Regions from separate parts of the Mus musculus genome. Here regions 1, 2, 3, 4 and 5 are each linked to region 6. Evidence: chromatin contacts called from public ChIA-PET, Hi-C, HiChIP or PLAC-seq and promoter capture Hi-C data. All regions are on one chromosome and are shown on one strand. Each heading gives the region's core, a stretch centred on a gene start, on an enhancer-like site or on the middle of the called end of the contact. The rest is flanking DNA. Distances are from core to core; before and after follow the strand shown. Region 1 holds the start of Srek1 (splicing regulatory glutamine/lysine-rich protein 1). Region 2 holds the start of Erbin (Erbb2 interacting protein). Region 3 overlaps Erbin (Erbb2 interacting protein). Region 4 overlaps Cwc27 (CWC27 spliceosome-associated protein). Region 5 has its middle 190 kb from the start of Cwc27. Region 6 holds the start of Ppwd1 (peptidylprolyl isomerase domain and WD repeat containing 1).

What was found. A called contact is a pair of places that touch in the nucleus more often than the background predicts. ChIA-PET counts read pairs in DNA pulled down with a chosen protein or histone mark. HiChIP or PLAC-seq counts read pairs in DNA pulled down with a chosen protein or histone mark. Capture Hi-C pulls out chosen DNA fragments and counts their contacts.
Region 1: a contact with region 6 is called in a promoter capture Hi-C map of liver. The contact joins the promoter of Srek1 here to the promoter of Ppwd1 in region 6. A contact is called at or near these places in 5 of 39 promoter capture datasets (the C10 cell line, erythroid cells, hematopoietic stem and progenitor cells and 1 more), 3 of 484 Hi-C or Micro-C datasets (CD4 T cells, CD8 T cells and macrophages), 5 of 115 datasets of contacts at active chromatin or transcription factors (bone marrow-derived macrophages, effector CD8 T cells, extraembryonic endoderm stem cells and 2 more) and 2 of 9 other capture datasets (adipose tissue and liver).
Region 2: an RNA polymerase II ChIA-PET map of effector CD8 T cells shows a contact between it and region 6, with 25 read pairs. The contact joins the promoter of Erbin here to the promoter of Ppwd1 in region 6. A contact is called at or near these places in 4 of 39 promoter capture datasets (the C10 cell line, liver and pre-B cells), 1 of 484 Hi-C or Micro-C datasets (pre-B cells), 3 of 115 datasets of contacts at active chromatin or transcription factors (effector CD8 T cells, embryonic brain and memory CD8 T cells) and 1 of 9 other capture datasets (liver).
Region 3: a Hi-C map of pre-megakaryocyte-erythroid progenitors shows a contact between it and region 6, with 2.1 times the contacts expected there. The contact joins the enhancer-like site here to the promoter of Ppwd1 in region 6. A contact is called at or near these places in 1 of 39 promoter capture datasets (the C10 cell line), 3 of 484 Hi-C or Micro-C datasets (conventional dendritic cells, myeloid progenitors and pre-megakaryocyte-erythroid progenitors), 1 of 115 datasets of contacts at active chromatin or transcription factors (thymic regulatory T cells) and 1 of 9 other capture datasets (liver).
Region 4: an H3K27ac HiChIP or PLAC-seq map of differentiating embryonic stem cells shows a contact between it and region 6, with 4 times the contacts expected there. The contact joins the enhancer-like site here to the promoter of Ppwd1 in region 6. A contact is called at or near these places in 9 of 39 promoter capture datasets (the 3T3-L1 cell line, 3T3-L1-derived adipocytes, the C10 cell line and 5 more), 1 of 15 datasets of contacts at CTCF or cohesin (the NIH/3T3 cell line), 5 of 115 datasets of contacts at active chromatin or transcription factors (astrocytes, differentiating embryonic stem cells, neural tube and 2 more) and 1 of 9 other capture datasets (adipose tissue).
Region 5: an H3K27ac HiChIP or PLAC-seq map of regulatory T cell precursor shows a contact between it and region 6, with 3 times the contacts expected there. The contact joins the enhancer-like site here to the promoter of Ppwd1 in region 6. A contact is called at or near these places in 5 of 39 promoter capture datasets (the C10 cell line, hippocampal neurons, liver and 1 more), 3 of 115 datasets of contacts at active chromatin or transcription factors (bone marrow-derived macrophages, memory CD8 T cells and regulatory T cell precursor) and 3 of 9 other capture datasets (adipose tissue, embryonic stem cells and liver).

The regions. Positions count from the first base shown.
Region 1 is chr13:103,772,810-103,776,194 of GRCm38.p6, reverse strand. Srek1 (splicing regulatory glutamine/lysine-rich protein 1) reads left to right here and starts at 1,587. Exons shown (of 12, transcript NM_001361085.1): 1 at 1,587-1,896. The coding sequence starts at 1,736. It overlaps Gm52054 (a long non-coding RNA gene), which reads right to left and starts at 1,578. Exons shown (of 4, transcript XR_003950659.1): 1 at 1,159-1,578.
Region 2 is chr13:103,918,911-103,922,367 of GRCm38.p6, reverse strand. It overlaps Erbin (Erbb2 interacting protein), which reads left to right and starts at 1,782. Exons shown (of 26, transcript NM_001289473.1): 1 at 1,782-2,122. It overlaps D130037M23Rik, which reads right to left. Exons shown (of 1, transcript XM_006517803.4): 1 at 1-3,457. The coding sequence starts at 2,375. The coding sequence ends at 546.
Region 3 is chr13:103,839,745-103,842,943 of GRCm38.p6, reverse strand. It overlaps Erbin (Erbb2 interacting protein), which reads left to right. Exons shown (of 26, transcript NM_001289473.1): 19 at 1,676-1,790. Among named protein-coding and RNA genes, the nearest start is that of Gm52054, 67 kb to the right of the region's middle. Within about 2 kb of position 1,458, at least 50 of the 459 cell types and tissues checked have an H3K27ac peak or open chromatin away from gene starts, as enhancers often do. A contact at or near this core is called in pre-megakaryocyte-erythroid progenitors, where this site is marked.
Region 4 is chr13:104,659,737-104,663,028 of GRCm38.p6, reverse strand. Cwc27 (CWC27 spliceosome-associated protein) reads left to right here. Exons shown (of 14, transcript NM_026072.1): 12 at 1,613-1,722. Among named protein-coding and RNA genes, the nearest start is that of Cwc27, 160 kb to the left of the region's middle. Within about 2 kb of position 1,663, at least 21 of the 459 cell types and tissues checked have an H3K27ac peak or open chromatin away from gene starts, as enhancers often do. A contact at or near this core is called in differentiating embryonic stem cells, where this site is marked.
Region 5 is chr13:104,620,318-104,623,632 of GRCm38.p6, reverse strand. No RefSeq gene overlaps it. Among named protein-coding and RNA genes, the nearest start is that of Cwc27, 190 kb to the left of the region's middle. Within about 2 kb of position 1,537, at least 59 of the 459 cell types and tissues checked have an H3K27ac peak or open chromatin away from gene starts, as enhancers often do. A contact at or near this core is called in regulatory T cell precursor, where this site is marked.
Region 6 is chr13:104,227,556-104,230,845 of GRCm38.p6, reverse strand. Ppwd1 (peptidylprolyl isomerase domain and WD repeat containing 1) reads left to right here and starts at 2,002. Exons shown (of 11, transcript NM_172807.4): 1 at 2,002-2,240. The coding sequence starts at 2,045. Cenpk (centromere protein K) reads right to left here and starts at 1,880. Exons shown (of 10, transcript NM_001377093.1): 1 at 1,844-1,880; 2 at 1-117. The coding sequence starts at 83.

The DNA of each region.
Region 1 (3,385 bases), core at 338-2,837, 450 kb after region 6:
CGTTGCCTTGCTTCCCAATCAGGTGCCAGCCCTTTAACCTACCATTATATTCACCCATCCATCCATCATCCATCTGTCCATCCATTGATCTCCCCAGTGCTGAGATTACAGGTTTATGCCAGTTTCGGGTCTAATGTCTCAACACTGGGCTTTCAAGTAAGCAAGGCAAACATTTACCAATGTAACTACACCCTCATTTCTACTGTTGCTTTAAGACCATCAGAACAAAGGTGAAAAGAGCAACAAAGTCTTTTTGTTTTTGTTTTTCTTCTTTTGTTTTTTTGAGACAGGGTTTCTCTGTGTAGCCCTGGCTGTCCTGAAACTCACTCTGTAGACCAGGCTGGCCTCGAACTCAGAAATCCACCTGCCTCTGCCTCCCAAGTGCTGGGATCAAAGGCTTGCACCACCACCGCCCTGTGGCAACAAAGTCTTAATAATTAGTACATGTGTTGGGGTCTCCCTCCCCCAGCATAGCTGTAGCCATTTCGTTCCATGTCTGCTAGCTACTTCATATGTTGCTGTAGTGTGCCTGCCAGTCATTGACACAGAAAAATAACTTGACTCAGAACAGAGTCATGCTGATCACATACCCTGTTCTGTTCTGTGTGTTATGAGGTTTGTTAATCTTAAGAAATTCCACAACTGTAGGCTTCATGTAGGACCCATCAAATTAAAGGTCAATATAAACTGTCACGTCTAAAATGGCTTGAGTGAGGGCTGACTACCAGGCAGCCCTTCCAGCACCTGCATTGGAGCCCACTGTGGTTTGAGCGGTTTTAACCTTTAGAAGATGGCCATTAAGAAATATCCAGCGCTCAGCTTTTTGAGCTGTTGCCCTGGTCCATCAGGCTTGTGGTGTGAGTTATATAAACCATCCCTGTTTAACTGAGTTTGATGTTTGTGTGCTTTGTAGAGCAACTCCAGGACCCCAATAAGTTTTTATATTGTGGGCCCACAGGAATGGACTTGAACCATGAACTTTGGATATAGCTGCTCTGGTTGAAAATGATTGCGCAGTATTAAGGTGCAAGTTGCATGTAGACAGTTTGTGTCTTTTACCTGCCTTTGTCTAAAAGTATAGATATTAGGGCCCGCTAGTAAATAAATTGCATGTTATAAATTGACAGCAAAGCCTTTCATTCACTCATTTACCCTAACCTCCATAATTGGTGTGAAAATTTCCAAGAATTCTCATAATCAGGGTGCCTGCCAATTTTGAAAATAGGTTAAGCGGGGTTGCAGCCTGTATTTAATAATGAAGCTATTGTTTGGTCAGGTATTAATGTATAATGTCCAGATGTCATTGTCCCTTTACCACTGCAGCCCAGGCCTCTGGGTTCCTCCGCCTGATGTGGAGAAAGAGCCGAGCTGCTTAACTGACAGAAGCATCGAGAAGTGATGGAGTTTGTAGGCACAACCTCCGCAACCCTCACTGCAGCAGCAGGTAAACCTCTCTGAAGACCTAGTGACGCCTAGCAACAGTCCCGGCGACCTGACCCCAGGGCTGCGGCCGCCAGGACCCGCGGGGAGCCGCCGCGTTGCCAGGGCGACGCTTCCGGCCGGCGCGCGCAGCCCCCGGAGCAGGAGAGTTGCGCGATGGGCGGCTAGACGTGCCCGGGCGCGGAGGATTAGCTCTCGGGAGCGCGCTCGCGGCCGCGCGCCTCTGCTTCCCAGGCTCCGTCGCTGACGCGTCGTGGACGTTGGGGAGCGGGAAGGCAGCAGCAGCGAGGCCGGGATGAACAGCGGCGGCGGCTTCGGCTTGGGCTTAGGCTTCGGCCTCTTCCCTACGACGGTGATTCAGGTGACGAACCTCTCGTCGGCGGTGACCAGCGAGCAGATGAGGACGCTCTTTTCCTTCCTAGGAGAAATCGAGGAGCTACGGCTCTACCCCCCAGAGTGAGTGCTGGAGCCCGGCGGGGGGAGGGGCGCGCCGCCATCCAGACCTCGGGCGCCGAGGGAGGCACGGGGCGAGCGCGGGCGTCACGTGACGGCGCGCTTCCCTAGGCGGCCATGTTTGATGAGGGCACCCGGCCGGCCGCGGGGCCTCTCCGCGGTGAGGTTTTGTTAATTGAGCTCCACGCGGGGTTCCTGCAGAGGACTTAGGGGTGCCTTCCTCTCTCGAGCCTCCGGGACTGTGGTTGATGCCCGGCCTTCGAGTTGGGTGCCCCGGGCCTTTGGTTTCCCCCGAACTTAAGATGGCCGCAGGTGGGCCGGCGACAGTCCTCATGGCAAATGCCTATAACGTTTCTTTTTTTTTTTTTTTTTTTTGCACTGGGAGAATCGTGGAGAACGCCAGCAACGCCAACGCCCGGACCTCTAGGTCTTAATGTCAGGCTGCTAGCGCTGCTGAGGGAGCGAGCGGATGACAACATGGAATCGGGGCTGTTTTTGTTCTCCGGGGTGATCTTAGACATTTACCATCGTTTTGGTTTTTCTAACCGAGCCCATATTCACGATCTTAAAGATCACGTCAATCTCTCCTTTTGGCAACAGCCTGAATTTTCCTTCTCCAAGAAGGTCACGCTGGCTCAGACGTTTCAAAAAGTATAAATCGGTGCAGAATTATCACTACTGTGTACATGTGTTTAAAATCCAGCGCTCGCTTCTTAGGCAGTGTACTTGAAGTGGTAAATTTCCCTTATGCAGTATTCACTAATCGGATAACTTGTAATGGTTTTACCGTTCGTAACATTCTCACACTCATAAACTTTAAGAAAATACTAAGGGCCACGGTATTTTGTTCTTTATGCTAAAATTATTTGAAGGAAAAGTTGTCCACGATTTTTTTGGGAAAAGATTTTGGCTTATTTCATAGTCATGCACACAGAACAATATATCTCTCTACTCTCTGTAAGTAGCAGAATGGCTACAAATTGATTTCTTACGGATGTGACTATTTAATGTTATGCATTCAAAAAAGTTGAAATAAAACAGTGACTGCCTATCAGTATTCTTTTCACTTGGTGCAGGTGATTATTAAATTTTCATTTATTCTAGCTGGGCGCGTTGCCAGGCGCCTTAATCCCAGCACTCTAGAAGGCAGAGCCAGGGATCTCTTGAGTTCAAGCCCACCCTGGTGGCCAGTGCTTTCTGGGTGAGAGAAACTGTCTCAAAAAACAAAACAAAAGATAAGAAAAGAGGAAGATATTCAATGTTTTAATAGTGCTCCCCTCCCCCTTTTATCTTGTATGTGTTCGGAGAATACCATGATACTTGGTTATCTCCAGTCTAGAAAAGGCCCCTTCCTCACTTAAGAATCTAATGATGTTGACATTTTGTGATGCAGGTTAGAAGAATGACAGATAGTCTGAGATTCAAGCACAATATGTTTTCGACAAGAATCCTGCATAAGTGCATGAACATAAGGTCTGCTGTAACCATGGCA
Region 2 (3,457 bases), core at 533-3,032, 310 kb after region 6:
CTGGTACCACTGTCCTCTACGGGCTAAGAATCTAACGCTCGTGTTAGTTAATTCTAGCAGTTTTGGGTGTAGTTAAAATGCTTCCACTTCAATTCAAAATGATTTGAATATCTTTGGAATTATTCCAAGTATTTGTCTCTGGCGTAGAACTCAACTTTAGTAAATAATTCTTTGGTGGACTTCGTGAACTCTTTCCCTTGGATGCAAGCCAAAACTCATCTGTAAGGCATATAGCTTTTTATTCAAAGTTGGTGATGAATAATTATCTCTGGGCTACAGACGGAAGAACTGAACCAGTGGCTTGAAGGACCCAGAGGCTAATTACCATCCCTGTGCATAGTTAATACAGCAGAGTGGGGGTGGACGATGGTTTGCCCAGAATCTATTCCATTCCCTCGGGTAAAACAAGGATGTTCTGTCTGCTAACATACTTAAAGCAGTAACTGTAAAAACGGCAATGTTATGGTTGAAGCTTTCTAAGCCATATGTGTTGACAGAATGCTTAAGTCTCTCTCTGCAATAAACGCAAACCCTGCCAGGCAGAACTACCAGGGCCAGCGCGACTGACTGAACGACTGCACGCCCGAAAGCGTAGGGGCTGGAAGGCTTCGCGGCGCTCGGAGTGCATCCAATGTTTCCTCTAACAAAGGCACCGTCTTGAGGCAATTTCGCGGGCCACGCTCCCCGCCTCCCAGCACCAGCTTTGTCTCCTCGGAGGGGCCCCCGGCCGCGTCGCCGCTTGCAGCAAGCTCGGAGGCCGGCCCGGCGTGGGAAGAAGCTGCACGGAGCAGCGGCGGTGGTTTCCTGCAACCTGAGCGTGCCATTAGAGGCGTCGGAGTGCTGCAGCTGAAAGAGATACCTGCTGCCTGGAAATCGGGGCTGCACTCGAACAACCTCTTTGCACCAATTACGGTCGTACAAAGAAACTCGATCGGCCCGGGCGGCGGAGGCCTCGCGGGGTCGTGGGGGGCGGAGGGGAGCCCGGCGGCCCGGGCCTCGGGAGGGTGGGTGGCGGGCCTCCCGCCGCGCGCCTCCCCGCCGGCCCGCGGCCCCCGGCCCGCGCCCCCCGCCGCCGACGTCGACCGCGTAGACCCCGTGCGCGCTGACTGGCTCGCGCCGGCCTTCGCCTGGCTGTGGGCGGTTGGGGCGCCCCCGCGGGAGCCCGCCCCGCCCCCGTCGCCGCCGCCGCCGCCGCGCGCAGCCTCGGCCCCCTTAGCCGCCGGGGCGGTGGCGCTGTTGCCGCCGAGGCCTGTGAAGCAGAAACTCCCTCCACCCCGGCCCGGCCCGGGTCCGCCTCCTCCTTTCTCTCCTCCGCCTCGCCTCCCCTCTCCGTCTCCCGCTCGAGAGTGAAGGTGGCGCGGCGGCGCGCGACGCAGCCTGGGCCCCCGGCGCGGGCCCGCGAGCTCCCGAGGAGACCGCGCCGCCGCGGCCGCGACCGCAGGGAAAGAGGACGGAGGAGAGCGCAGGGACGGCGGCGGGAAGCCCGGAGGGTTCGAGCGCGAGTGGCAGAGACAGGGCCGGCCGGTCGGACCGCCCGACGGACGGTCGCCTTCCAGCCTGCGCGGCCGGTCGGCTCCGGCTCGGAGCGGCGGGGGCCGGGCGGGCGCAGGGCGCGGCCGGCGCACTCGAGACAATACCCGCGCGGCGCGGCTGTGGGGGCGGAGGCCTAGTGCGGCCCAGGCCGGCCGAGCTCCGCGTCCTCGCCCCCCGTGGGCCGCGCGAGGTTCCGCGGCTCGGGGCGGGCGCCGTCCCCTCCCCCTCGGCGGCGCGGCGCGCCACCCCGGGGTTCCGGGTTCCCGGGCCCCGAGCTGGAGCCTGCTTTTCACCCAGGCAGGAAGTGAGTTTCGCACGGCAATTCCGGGCGGTGTCACGAGTGAAAAGTTTTTTCCTTCGGCGGAGAAGCGAGCCGGGGCTGGGAAACTCCTGACACAAGTCGCGAGCAGGAAGCCAGCCCGCACCCCAGCCCCCACCGGAGCAGCCGCACTGCTGCGGCCGGCCGGGCGGCAGCTCCACATCCGCCTCGTCCTCACGGGAGCCTCGGCGGGGCCCGGAGCCACTGAGGAAGGGCAGGGAACCATGTCAAGCCGAGCCTCGGGACGGCTGCCCTGAGACACCCTGAGAGGTAATTTCTTTTCTTTCTTTTTTTTTCTTTCTTTTACGGGAAGCGTCGAGCCAAGTTCGTGGGCCGGAAGCGACGGTACTTTAGTCCACCTCGCTCTGCCCGACTCGTCTCCCTTCTTTCTCCCGTGCCTTGGCATTTTAGCCGCCGAATAGTAGAACTGATTTCTCCCCCTCGCCCCGTCTACCGTCTGGATTCCTTTCTTTTTAAGACGGGGATTGTAAGAATGCGGTGGGACGAAAAGTTTTTCAGCCATCGGAAGAAAGAGTTCCTTTGTTGAGCAGGAGGGCCAGAAGTTTTAGTGCTCCGGGACGTATACATTGTATATCAAGTTGCTGAGGCTGGCAACTTTTGTTTCCGAAGAAAGTTGAGTCTTCTGGCTGCGGGGAGAGATTGATTCCCTCTCCCTGAGATGGCTGCCACATTTGTTTATGTTGGTGCCGATTGTTTTGGTTTTCGCGTTAATCCTACGCGGAGGTCGTTTCGGTAGAACACGTCTGGTTCTTTGGACTTTAGAAACCGGCTGCCTGCCATTCCCGATTGCTTTTTCTGGACAGCGAAGGCGCCGCTTGTAGTAGTAGTAAGTCGTGCGTTCTTTTCAGTCAGTAGCTTAACAGTGCTTGTTTGGTTACTTGATTGAAGAGTAGCTGCTAGATTTTTCTTGAAACTGGCGTTCTAGGAAACAGAATGTCGTAAAGATTAGGGATGAGGACGGAGAAGGATATGGCTACAAAAACAAAACAAAACGCCAAACACCTGCAAGTAGTTGATTGGTCAGGACTTGTATGCAGTTCCGAATAGGAACAACACTGGAAGGGAAGCGAAATAAAACCCTTAAAATTTTCAGAAGAGTCACACTGTGCGGAAAAAGCGGCGCTGTTTTGCAGTTGTATGTGTGTTGGCCCATCTGTTTTTGTTTGCTTCTGCCTAATAAGTGATAGGTACGGACTGTTCGGGCAGGAATTCGTGAAGCATGGCAGACATTCCACCAGTCAGACCTAGGGACGCTTCTGAACCGATGGAGTTTTCTTTATGGGTAGAACTAATTTTGGTTGCAGTAAACCCTGCTGTCTTTTCCCTTAGTAGTGTTTCAATTGTGTGTGTCTTTTAAAGTTTAATTTGCTCCCCCTGCCTCCAAGTACTTTTGTGGTAAGGGAAGTGACAGGTAATACTGTATTTTAAATAAATATTAACTATAGGTAGATGTAGCTTAAGCTTAAATTGGTGTTTAATCAGATATTACCAGAATAATTACCAGAAACCTGAGGAAAAAGAGTTGACTTCCTTTAGTTCAAAAGAAGAAAGGTAGGTTTTAAAGATCAGGATCAAGTGAGCTCA
Region 3 (3,199 bases), core at 209-2,708, 390 kb after region 6:
TTCATCATTGAATGTTACCCTTGTTCAGTGTCTAAGAACCTAAATATAATCTCTACTATTAAAAGTTGTAGGTTTTGTTTTTGGTTTTTTTTTAAGGCAGGAGGCCTTTTTAAAAAGAGATAAACTCTAAGTGTACTGATTGAAAGCATATAATTTAATGACTTAAACAATTTACAAAGTTGTAAAACCATCACCACAGTTACTTGCAGAATATTTGTATAGCCACAGAAAGAAAAAGAAATGTCATCCTTTTTGTCCCTTTAAGGCTTTGCACGCCCCCCCCCCCCAGCTCTAAGCAACTAGTAAGTACTTTGCCTGTATAGATTTGTCTATTACTGCTCAGTAAGTGGTCTTTTATCGTTTCCTTCCCTTGGCATATTCTCTTGAAGTTCATACTGTGGTAATTCTCAGAACTGCATCTTATTTCTATGGTGTCTGAATAGTATTCTATTGAATTATATCTCAGGTATAAGTGAGACTGCTAAACATAGACAGAACTCTCAGTTTTCTGAGACTAAGTCTCCATAGCCCAGATAGTCCTGGAGCTCACTATGCAGCCCAAGCTGGTGTAACTCGTGATACTCCTCCTGTCTTAGCCTCTTGCATGCTAGGTGTATAGCTGTGAGCTACTGTGCCTCGCTGAACTCCACGGTGGCTCTGGTTCTCCCTTAACTCCAGTTCCAGAGGCTCAACACCCTCTTTTAACCTCCATGGTTATCACACACACACACACACAGTCATACATTCAAGCAAAACATTCATACACAAGAAATAAAAATAAATCTATAATGATATGAATAGAGATTGAAAACTATTTCATTAAAATAGTATTTTTGTACACCAAGAAATAGAGCTACCATGTGGGTGCTGGAAAATAAACCTTTGTCCTCTGCAAGACAGCAAGTGCTCTTAATTGCTGAGTGATCTCTCCACTATCCATATCTTTACTGTGGCACTTACAAACACATAAAAGTCCTTAGTACTGTTTGTTTCTTTTTCAGAGGAACAAGTTTTGTAAAGCATTTGCTTTAGTTTCATCTTAGTATGTAGGAATGATTTAACTGGCAAGAGAGCTCATTTCCTGCATGACATATGATATTAAAATTTCTATTAATAGTTGATGACTAACAAGTCATTTTCTTTTCTGACACTACTCAGTAGTAGGTAATCTGCAACAACTGTGGCGTATTACAGGAAATAAACATGGAAAATAACAATTCTGTTTTCAAAATAGGTAAAATATTTATAGTTCACATTAATAGTAGTCTATCGTAGAAGCCAAATATAGTTATGAAACTACTCAACACTTAGGCAAAGGCTCTGTTGAGGGACTCCAGAAGTTGAATTTTTGAAAAACAGGATTGTGCTGTGGTCATTTTTGTTTGCCAGTAACCTCACACTCTGGCACGTGACAACTACTGATACAGTGATAAGGCTTAGAGCCAGAAATGATCCATGAGAAGTTTTAATCTGTGGTTACAGTACTACTGTAGGTTTATTGCTGCACTTGAAAAAGTTGAGTCATGCAGCTTTGTCAACCATTTCCATTAACAGGCACTTTTATACATGGTCTGAGCAGTTGCTTCGTTTCCCTGTGATGTTTTTATGATATATTAATTCATTTAAAGAGTCCAAAGTTTAATTCTCGTATTTATCCCTTTTTTCTTTAAACTAGGAATCTGAAGAACTTTCTTCTGATGAAGAAATGAAAATGGCAGAGATGCGACCTCCATTAATTGAATCCTCGATTAATCAGCCCAAAGTTGTAGCACTTAGTAATAATAAAAAGGGTTAGTAATAATCAAAAAGGTTAGATGTTAAGAGGGGGAGGCATTAAGACTAGAAATCACCTAAGTAAGATGTATTAACTTTGTGGAAGTAAATTTCATTGGATGTCACATTTTTGAAACATTCTGAAAGCAAAATTTATAACTGCCTTTCTAAAATGTTGTTCTTATTTCCCATTTTTAAAGAAAGAGATTGGTAGGTCCTCTCCACTCCCATGCAGAGTTTGTTTGTAAGGGCATGTACATTAAAGGGATATAATTCTAGATTATAATTCCATTTCTATTGAGTATTTCCTAGATACATTTTCCTTGTGTGCTTAATTTTATCCATTTATATAGACAAATTTGAATTGTAGTGAGGCCAATGAAGGATTTTGCATATAATACATTGCATAGTTCCTGATATATACGATTTATACTATATAAACATTATTTTATTCCTATCTATTCCAGAATGATAAATATTAAGTGCTTTTCCCCAACTTTCGCCAGCTAATTGTCACCTATGTCATCACACAACTCTTGCGACTTGTGCCTGATCAGCTTGCGCTATCTCTGCCAAATGCTTATCCAGACGGTTGCTTTCATAGAGCTAATGATACTACCAAGGTGGCTCTTGGCCAGCTTGGGTTTATAAGGATACTTAAAAACGATTGAGTACTTTATTTAACAGTTGCTTAGGTACTAGGCAGTTGTTACTTAGCTGTTTAACAGTTGGTTGTAGTAATAGCCCCATAAAAAGTACTTCAAAGGCTGTCTAACATTATTTTTTACACATTAAGGAACTAAGACTCAAGTACCTTGAGGTTGGAGTTCCTAAACCATTTGAGCCCTATTTCTAAAAACAATAAACTATCTTTAATCGATATGTGGGTATGTCTGAGTACATTAGACCCTTGAGTTGGCTAGAGTTGACTTCTTTATAAAGAGCTTTTTTACAACTATTTTCAAATTCCTTTTAAACTTGTGCTTTAGTAGATATGAACAGTTTCCTTTTCGTTGTTCTAAACAACCACCTCACACATGGAGAGATTACCACTTTATAAACAGGTCTTTGAGGTGGAGAGATACAGAGGACCCACGCTTGGTTCCCAGCACCCACATTGGGCAGCTCACTCTAACTTCAGCTGCAGGGGATATGATACCTTTGACTTCTGAGCACCTTCAGTCAAATGCACATACACACACAGGCATACATATAAAAGTAAATGTTTACATTTGAAATAAAGGAACCGACCCTTGAAATTTTGATTTTGTTTACATATTGATTACATTGCTCAATTTTATTATCAAGATAGGCTGAAAAATATTACACATTCATATGAAATAATTCCTTGACTAGATGAACTATAGGAGGTTGTAAATATATATTTTTATTATGAGTTCTTAAAATCAAAAGGACGTTCATTCAC
Region 4 (3,292 bases), core at 414-2,913, 430 kb before region 6:
TGACTTAGCTGTAGCAATGGTAGCTCGACATATCTATCACTGATTAAAGTTCTCACCACAAAGGCTTTTGTGTCTCGTAGCTAAAAAATGTAAGGACCTGTCCTTTTTAGCACTAGCTGGTTCTGAGGATATTCATTAGCATTGGAACTTCAAAATGCTGCCATAGAAAATGTCAGAAAGTAGATCTAACTGATTCCCTGAGGTGGCAGAGCAGAAGCTCTCAGATGGCAGGGTAGTTCTGCCCCAGCAGTGTGTGTCTGGGGCCAGACTGACCTGCCTCCTTTTCACTTGCCCTCTCTAGTTTCAGTGTTCTCTCTTCCACTTGACTCATTATTTATCAGCATGGATCACTCGCCAAGCTCTGCTCTAAGTGCTGGGGACAGAACTTTTCCTCCAGGATTTTAATGTCCCCGAGTAGGAAAAGAAACGTAAACAGTAAACTACCATAAAGTCTGCAAAGTGCTAAGGGCCAGTCTAGGAGCTCAGGGGAACATCCTGACCAGACGCTATGACTGTAACCAGAAAGTCTGTGTGGACCAAGTGCCAGCCAGGCTGAGACTTCAAAGGGAACAGGAACTAGGCAGGGAGATTAATTGGGGAATGGAGAGATAGACTGTTTTTAGTGTGTCTTAAAGAAGAAACAACAAAAGGTAGGGAGTTGAGAGAGCAAGGTGAGCTCCAAGAGGAAAAAAAAAAAAAAAAAAAAAAAAAAAACCACTTTGAGATAGACAGAATAAAGAAGTGGGATGCCAGGCTGGGAAGGGGTGTGTTCCCGACAGGATGTGAGCAGCTCACTGGTGGAGCATGCACTCAGCAGGTATGAGACACTGTATGTAGGCTCACAGGTGGGAGTTGACTGCACATCCACATGCTAGATCCCAGGATAGTGCAAGTGTAACTTTTACAGGAGAATAAGACTGACAGTCAAGGATGTAATTCAAGGGAAAATGTGAAAGTAATCCTTAGAAATCTATTGTAAGAATCATTTTCTATATGGCAAATACAGCCATCCCAGCCAAGTGGATACTAAGCATGTGTGTTGCGGCTACTGTTAACTGTGTGTTGTTGGCTTGTTTTGTTTGTTCATTGCACTGCTGCTTGTGTATATTTATTGTCTAAATTCTGACTTATTAAAATTAATTTTTCTCCTTCTGCTGCTGTCTTGACTTAATTTGGCAGGTGTATTTATTTTCTACTTATCGTCAACCTGAAGTTTATCTTTGTTATTTTAACTGGAGTGGAAGCAAAGGTGGTGAATTAGTGAAACCTCAACAAATATTTGAAAATGTATATTATAAGGATAGAAACAATATAAAATAGTACTGCTGGATTTTAGAAAAATCTAAACTATTTTTTAGTGAGATCAATTATTTTACAGTCAGCCTAAGAGAATGCATAGAAGAAAAATAAAATGATACAGTATAGAAAAAATGCAAAGCCTGACAAATTTAGTGCCTGTCACTTTGTAACCGAGAAAATAATAGACTTTGGTAGATCTCTGGATTGTATTTTGTCTTTGTTTTGCTTTAAGCAAGCCCTAGTTTGAGCTCCCTCCCTGGTAACCTGAATCTGTACGTGTGCCCTCCCCTGAGATTATGCTCCTGTTCCACAGAGGAAGAAGCTGCCCCAGATGGCGCTGTTGCAGAGTACAGGCGAGAAAAGCAGAAGTATGAAGCTTTGCGGAAGCAACAGCCAAAGAAGGGAACTTCCCGCGAGGACCAGGTAACTTCAAAACCAAAGTCCGTGTAGAGTTCAATGCTTATTTTTATTCTCTCCTAGTGGTGTTAGGTAGAGCCTAATCTAATTATGAGTCCAAGGAAGCACTCCTTATGAAAACGAAGCTGCTGGCCTCTGTGTTCCACACTCTCACCCGCAGACCGCCCGCCGCGGAGTCCCGGAACCAAGGTGGCCCCCACGGAACGTGAGGCAGAAGCCTCTCGGGCCGGGTGGACCCCTGTGCTCTCACCAGGAAGGTGGCCGGTTGTCTGGAGCCGGAAATGGCGCCGCCTCAGAGGCTCTGTGGCTCTCGCCCGGTCCCGGTCCAGAAGCTGCTGGCCTCTGTGTTCCACACTCTCCACCGCAGCCGGCCGCGGGGTCTCGGAACCAAGGTGACCCCCGAAACGTGAGGCAGAAGCCTCCCTGGCTGTGCGGACACCTGTGCACTGACCAGGAAGCTCCTTATGAAAACGAAATGCACAAGGAGGAATGCAGTGACCTTGGCCACTCATGGCAATCCACATGCTAAAGTTCTTCCCAGGGGTGTGTGTGCGTGTGCGTGTGCGCGTGCGTGCGTGCGTGCGTGCGTGCGTGCGTGCGTGTGTGCGTGTGCGTGTGTGTGTGTGTGTGTAAAACCTTGAACTGAAATTTCAGTTGTTCTGTTAATGTCATGTACAAGAGCTTCCTAAAGCCCATTCTCTCAGACATTTCCGGGAGAAGTATCTCCTGTATGACAACAGGGAGCAGTGGCAGCTTGCAGACAGTGTAAGTTTCCACCCCAGTCGTCTGTCACATGATGGAACAGTCTGTCACATGCTGGACGTGAAATGGCACACTGCCTAGGAGGATGGTGCTTGGTTTGTAAATTGGTTTCTACTAATTTCCTTGTTTGTTACAAGAAAATTTCTCAGTTTTCTAAAGTTTAAATGTGAAAATATTAACAGAATGAGAAGAGATAGAACCAGCTGACCAGTTTGCCAGATGATACATGGCACTTGATAAAACAAATGTCTCAGTTGCCTTGTGTGTTGAAAAGGTGTGAGACTGGAGCTGGTGTGATGACTCAGCAGTTAAGAGCACTTGCTGCCTTTGCAAGGAGCAGCATTCAGTTCCCAGCACCCATACTGTGGCTCCCGGCCATGGGGAACTCTGGTTCCAAGAAATCTGACCTACTATGTGTACGCATACGTTCATGAAGACCAAATGCTTATAACACATACAACTTTTAAATCTTGGGCTAGAGAGATGGCTCAGCGGTTAATAGCACTGACTACTTTTTCAGAGATCCTGAGTTCAATTCCCAGCAACCTCATGGTAGCCCACAACCCTCTGTTATGGGAATCCCTCCTCTGATGTGTCTGAAGACAGTGACAGTACTCACATACATGAAATAAATAAATCTTTTAAAAATTTTTTAAATCTTAAAGGAGGACATTCTGAATTTCTCAAACTAAGATTTTTGGTGTTACCTTGCATGTATGAGCATATACCATTTTAGAGATATAAAACTATATAAACAAGTAAAATAAAAGCATATTAAAACTCAAAGATTATTTAGTTAAGTTACTCTAACTAC
Region 5 (3,315 bases), core at 288-2,787, 390 kb before region 6:
AGCAGAAGACCTGGACCTGGACTGGATGCAACTGGGAGCTGCTGCACGAGGTGTGGGATGGAAACGACGATGCTTCGGGAAGAGATGCTGTGTGAAGAGAAGGAAGAGTAACAGTGAGAGGAAAAGCTGCAGACAGGAAAGAGGATCTTGATCTTAGGAGAGTGCAGGTGCATGTGAGGTAATTAAAGCCTGAAACAGAAGGCTGGGAAGGCAACAGGAAGAAGCGGATCTGAAAAACATTACAGAACAAGAACAGGAAGTCGTGATGGGCTAGACAGGGGAGTCAGATGCATATCACCCCAAGGCTGGAGACAGACAGCAAGGCCTGGGAAAGCAGCTGCTGGCAGTCCCACCACAGGAGGAAACCAAGAGGGATCCCCCAAAGCCTCCATTCCGAGCCTGCTGCCAGACCTACAGTTAGCAGGTACAGAGAAAGCAAATCCATGAGCTCTGGCTCCCAGAGCAATTCGGTACTAGATTCACACTATCGGGGAGGAATAGCCGGTGAAAAGGGTAAATTATAATGGCATCTGCTTTCATGTAGTATGCAGTGCGAGCTAAGAAATATAAAGCATAATTAGATGCAGTAAGATTATGAGAAACTGCACAGTGCCTATTTGGCTTAACAAATTAGAATTTGAAAAGCCTGTTTATAGGCAGACCTTAAAGGCTGAGTGAGGACAAGCGTTTACTTGTGTGATTTAAAGGTCTGATTTCTAAAAGTTTGAAGATCACAGGCCTTGACTTAGATACTTATTTACAGAATTTTTTTAAATGTTCTTATTTGATAAGAATCAGGCTTACCTTTAGACACAAACAAGGATTTCAGTTTATTAGAGTTAGCACCATGATGGTGCCACAGTTGAGATCTTAAATGTCCCCCAAAGGCCCGTCTCTTCATAGCTGGGTTCCTAGCCTACAGCACTAAAGGAAGGTGGTAGATGGTTAGGGCATCAGCCTTGTGGAAGGAAGTAATGTCATGGAAAGTATGCTCTTGAAGGAGATATTATCTCCTTTTTCCTTTCCACAGTCTTTGAGGTTAGCAGCCTCCGTGCTCCCACAATGGCCTGACTTGCTACCATGTTCCACAACAGTGTAACCAAGTAACCATGAACCAACACTTCTGAAATCCTGTGCCAAAATAAACCTTCCCTCTCTCCAATTGATTCACCTCAGGTATTTGTCATAGTGCGGGAAAACTAACACACAGGATGGGTGCCCTGGCTTACTAAAGAGCATCCTGAGTATTTATGGAATTTGTGGTTTTGCATATGTGCCATCTCCAGCATTTTCAGCTCCAAGCCTATCAGCCCACACAACCAGTTGGGTGCCCTTTAGACACACACTGAGAGTTTTCTCCCAACACGTGCTGCTTGTTAAATGAAGGGAAAAAAAAAAAAAAAAGAAAAGCAAAACAATTTTTTTCATAGTTTGAAATACCACTCGATGCTAGAGAGTTGCCTCCCGTGTGCAATGGCCCAGGTTCAAGCCCCAGAACCAAAAAAAAACCCAAAACAACAAAAAATAGTGAAAGGAAAAGCCTTTCAGAGAGACTAAGCTCTGTTCAAAATTTTTGTACTCTCTCTCCACACCCCCACACCACCCAACCCTGAAGTGGAAACTTAAGGGTTTTTGGGAGAGTCTGTTGTGTTAGATGGTGTTTTGCTGGGGCAAACAGGTGAAGGAGGGTTTTCCTAAAGTGGACACAGATCAAAGACTAAGGTAGACTCATGAAGGAACGTTTCACTGAAGCAGACATCAAGAGAATGTTCTGCTAAAACAAACACATGAAGAGACTCGTGATGAAGGATTCTTTGCTAACGGCTTGCATGTATTGATTGGTCCACCTTATATTGCATAGTTGAGCTCTCCTTGTCGGGACTCCAAGGACTTGGGCTGATTGGATGCATGTGCTGAGGCACGACACACAGAGGACACATGATGTTTGGAGGGCATAAATAGGATTGGACGGAGTGATGGAGACAGAGCGTGGCTTGCTGGTACAGCTAGCTGAGCAATGCTCGTGGGTCCCGAGTCTTCACTGATCTTCACTTCCCTGGGAGAGGCACACCTGAGAACGTCTCCTGGTGTTCCTGTTGGTCCCTCGGCCTGGCTGTCTGCTAGGTCATGTTACTGCTGTTGCTAACCTGACTCTACTGAACTGGATTGCTGGTGTATCCATGAGATGTTTGCAAGTGGATCAAGCTGCCGCTACCAACCTGTGAATTGAACTGCCAATTTTCAGACAACTCAGATGGGAGTTGCTCCAAAGAACCTTTCCAAACAGATCCACTCAGCCCTACCCCCATCCCTTGTCCTTTCTTTCATACTACCTCTGGTGGGTGGTGGGCTACAGGGGAGGTTAAATTGATTAAGAACCATCATTAAAAATAGGATTTGAAAAAAATTAAAGTTATACCAGCCCCTACAAACACCCTAGAAGAACACAGAATGTAAGAGTAGAAATGTGTTCGTGTATTGCAGTCACCCTGGGGAGATGAAGGGGTCAGGGATCCTATTGTCATTAATTTCCCACACTCGGGACAAGTTTGGGTAGGGGTCCAGGGCCTGTCGTTGTGTTGTTGTTGATTTTGTTGTTGCTGTTGTTGCTTATTAAGCTCCCCCAACTAATTGTGATGCTTTGGTTTTGTTTTTCACTTCCCTGAAGATCAGCCCTGGACAGGTGCTGCTGTCCAAAGGCAGAAACTAAAGAATGAGAAACACCTATCAGATCTGAGACTCTCAAACTGTAAACATTGATTTAATGTCTTTGCTCTCCTAGGAGTCACATCGCCCTAAAGACTCCTTTATGAAATGAGTTCCTAGGCAAACTCAGTCTATCCTTTGATGGTAAAATTTTTCACAGAAGCTGCACGAAGTCTGATTCAATCAGCCTGAGAACCTAAGATGATAGTAGGACCTTTGTCTGGTCTATGTTCCCAGGACTACTATACACCCCACCCCCAAACACTGCTAATGCAAGACAGGAAATGTAATTAATGATCTTGATAAGTCTCGCCCAGTACTCCAAGGCTGAACAAGTCACTTATTTGTCAAGTAGAACACCAGTTGGTTTCTCTAAAACAATGAGTGTGATTCAGGTGTTTCATATCTGCTTCCTGTGGCCCTTCTCTTATAGAAAGGAGATTTAGCAGATAGCAAGTTACTTTTTCAAAAAGCTAATCAACACCAAGATTAGAGTGTTTGTTCTCTTAGATACCCTTCTCTTGGCAGAACAAGCTATACCCACAAGAAGACATTCTGGGTTGTTTTTTGTTTTGTTTTGTTTTGTTTTTTCCTTGACAATATGGTTTT
Region 6 (3,290 bases), core at 753-3,252:
TTAATAAGTTCTTCCTCTGTATCTATAACAGCTTCCACATCTGTAATAGTATCTGGATGTACTTCTTGTTTATTCTCTGACATATCCTTTATAGTTTTCTTCACCTTACTGCAACTACTAACGTTAAAAAAAAAAAAAAAAGACACATGCATTAAACAACTATCTGCTGAATGTAGGAGTGACTAAAAAAACAAAAAGTCCTTTTTATCAAAAGAGAAACATGAACACGCACCTGTTGGAGGGAATATTTTCATATAGCCATTATTAAAAAAAAAAAAAGAGTATGGATGTTAGCAAAAATTAGAAACAGAACTACCACAGGATCCAGTAATTCCACTATTAGATATATATCCAAAGGAAACTAGCATGTTAAAAAGATGTTTACAATCTTGTTTACTATAGCACCATTCACAATAGCCCAGATATGTAATCAACTAAGTGTCCACCTAATGAAGAATGGATTTAAATTTTAAAAAGTTCCATTGTAACAGGAGAGTCAGTAGAAAAACAAGAGTGCAAAATTCAGGTAGGTGAGGAGATGTATTGGTAAGAGCTTGTGGAAGGTGTGTTTGAATTACTTCTTCCAACTAAGTGAAATGGAACCTAAGGTGATCCACTGTGAGGAAGTATCAAGGAATTTGAATTTTAAGAGCAGATACAGCCAGGTGGTGTGACCCCTGCCTTTAATCCCAGCACTTGGGAAGCAGAAGCAGAGGCATTCGAATCTCTGTCCTTTCAAGGACAGTCAGGACATAAAAGAAAAATCCTATCTCAGAAGGGGTCAGGGTTCAGAGAAATAGCTTATCACATAAAGGCTATAAGGTTTACAAACAAAATTTTAAGAGGAGAGGGGGAAAGGTTACAGAATGTTGGTTTTTTTTGTTTTTTGTTTTTGTCTTTAAGAAAACTCAAAGAATATAAAGCAACTTTGGATAGTAGCCCACTTTAAATTACTAACTAGTGGCCCAATTAAAACAACAAAAGATAGCATATTAATGAATATAGTCATCCAGGGCAAGGTTACTAGATGGCTGTTGTAAAGATGATAGTGTATCATGAGGTACAGTTAGGTAATTTTAAGGATGTAGAGAGGACCTGTAGTTTACAACATCAGATGTAAATCAGAATAAACACCGCCCCAATGTATTTTTTTACTCATAAGGAATTTTTAAGTCTTAAATTGCTTAACCTGTAAATTACCAACGGAGAAGTGGTACAGGATGCAGCTTTGTTGTTGGAATAGACAGAACACGGTAGCATGCTCCTAGGTTAAAGGTGTCAATAACGCGAAGATGTCAACTCCCCCCAAATTGTCCTCTTTTATCTTAATTAACATCTTAAAGGCGACAAAAACTCTGTCGCACTTGATGAGGAAATTCTAGACCTATACAGAAATATAAAGATCCAGAAATAGCAAAGGCTCATAGACTATATGCTAATCGTCAAACATAGAGCAGGCAGGTGGAGACGCGGGAACGTAACACGCAGGCCCTTCGTGAATTTCTCGCGTCACATACATACACATTCCAAGTCAAAAAGAATATTCTAAATGGGAGGCCACCTTATAAATTACAGTAATTTCAATATATAGTTTAGCTGATAGAAATCTACTTCATTCTTTTTAACAAAAAGTTCCTTCCAACCCCGCCCCTCGGCTTTTTCGGGAAAAAACAGGTAGGTTCTAGAACAGCATTGGCCCGAGAGGCCGAGAAGCGCGAGACCTCCAGTTCGTAAGGCGTAAGCGTCCGATCTAGGGGGTACCTGGGTCCCCCAAACCCGCGAGCTGCCATCCTCCTTGACAGAAAACTGGGGCCTTTGCCAGTCAGAGCCGGTTTCAACTCACTTCAGTCCTCCGGCCTCCTCAGCGCTCTCGTCAACACAGCCAAGCCGCGCTGTTTACGCGCGCTGCTCGCTGATTGGACCAGCTGCGCCCACCGCAGCCAATCAAAAAGCGCTTCCGGCAGCTGACGGACAAAAGCTGCGCCGCGGCTCGGGGAAACCTAGTTCACTCGGTCGTCGCGTCTCTTCTAACGCCTCGGACGACATGGCGACCGAGAGTGGGAGCGATTCGCAGCTGAGGAGGAGAAGGCGCCGAGACCCAGAGGGATCAGAAAAAACGGAACTGAGCGAGCGAGAACCGGCCCTGGCAGTGGCGGGGAGCGAAGAAAATGATGATGAGAATGAAGAGCGCTGGGTCGGGCCTTTACCGGTGGAGGCAACCCTTGCCAAGAAGAGGAAAGGTAGCAGCGGAGAGCCCGCGAGCAAGCTGGACGGCTACTCCGGCCGAGTGGGAGGGTTGATCTCAAGCACGCCCACGGGCGGGAGTGAGATTGTGGGTTTGTGCACTTAGAACGGACGATCTTCACTGCATTTCCTCCCTAAAGAGTGAATTGGTGTTAGTATGGCGTGTTAAAAAAAAAAAAAAAAAAAGGAACACCGTTGATTCCTGACTGTCAGAGATGATACAAACTAGTGCTTGTCTGTATTTCTGTGTTTGGATGCTTTTTTTGACCTCATAGCTGCTGTGTGAAGTTGGAATTCCTAATATTGATTGAGCAGGTGTGGGAAGGAGCTCTCAGAATCATAAACACTTAAGCTTTCAACCCTGACTCGTCTAGTAATGAATTTTCAAACTCAGGGGAAGTTGCTTAAGCTAGCTGGATATGAAGCCATACTCGAGACAATATAGTAAAGTTTTGCCACTAACGTGAATAATAACAAGATTTTATAATATTAAAGTTTGGTAAAGAGATAATATTTACTGTTTTAAAGACTGTTCTAGGAACTTTTTCATAAATGTCTTAGGGTTGTGTGTGTGTGTGTGTTCGTTCGCTCACGCGTTAATCTCAATTCTGACTGTGGAACTATTTAAAAATCTTTTATTTTCAGAACAAAGCCCAAACACCTTAACATGGATTATGAGGCAGTTTGTCTCTCTTTATTTCCCCAAGCAGGACTCCCAATTCTGTCCATTCTCAAAACCCTACCTTGTCCTTGAGCAAGGGCTCCTCTACGTTCCTGTCCAGATACTGTGAAGTGTCTCTATCTGGAGTCATTTCTCTCCTTTAACCATGCTAGCTTTTTAACAGGTCTAGGTTTTAGGTCAGTGCTTTTTGAACATTGGATAGTGACACCCTTTAGTTAGCTCCTTACTTTTTCTGCCCAATCCTGCTTTTGCCTTCGAGGCACTTACTACTTTTTGTAGTTGTGTGTTTACTCATGTGACTTCCTGAACACTACTAGCCTAATCATGTAAGAACAAGGATCTTGTACTTTCGGCTCCAACACTT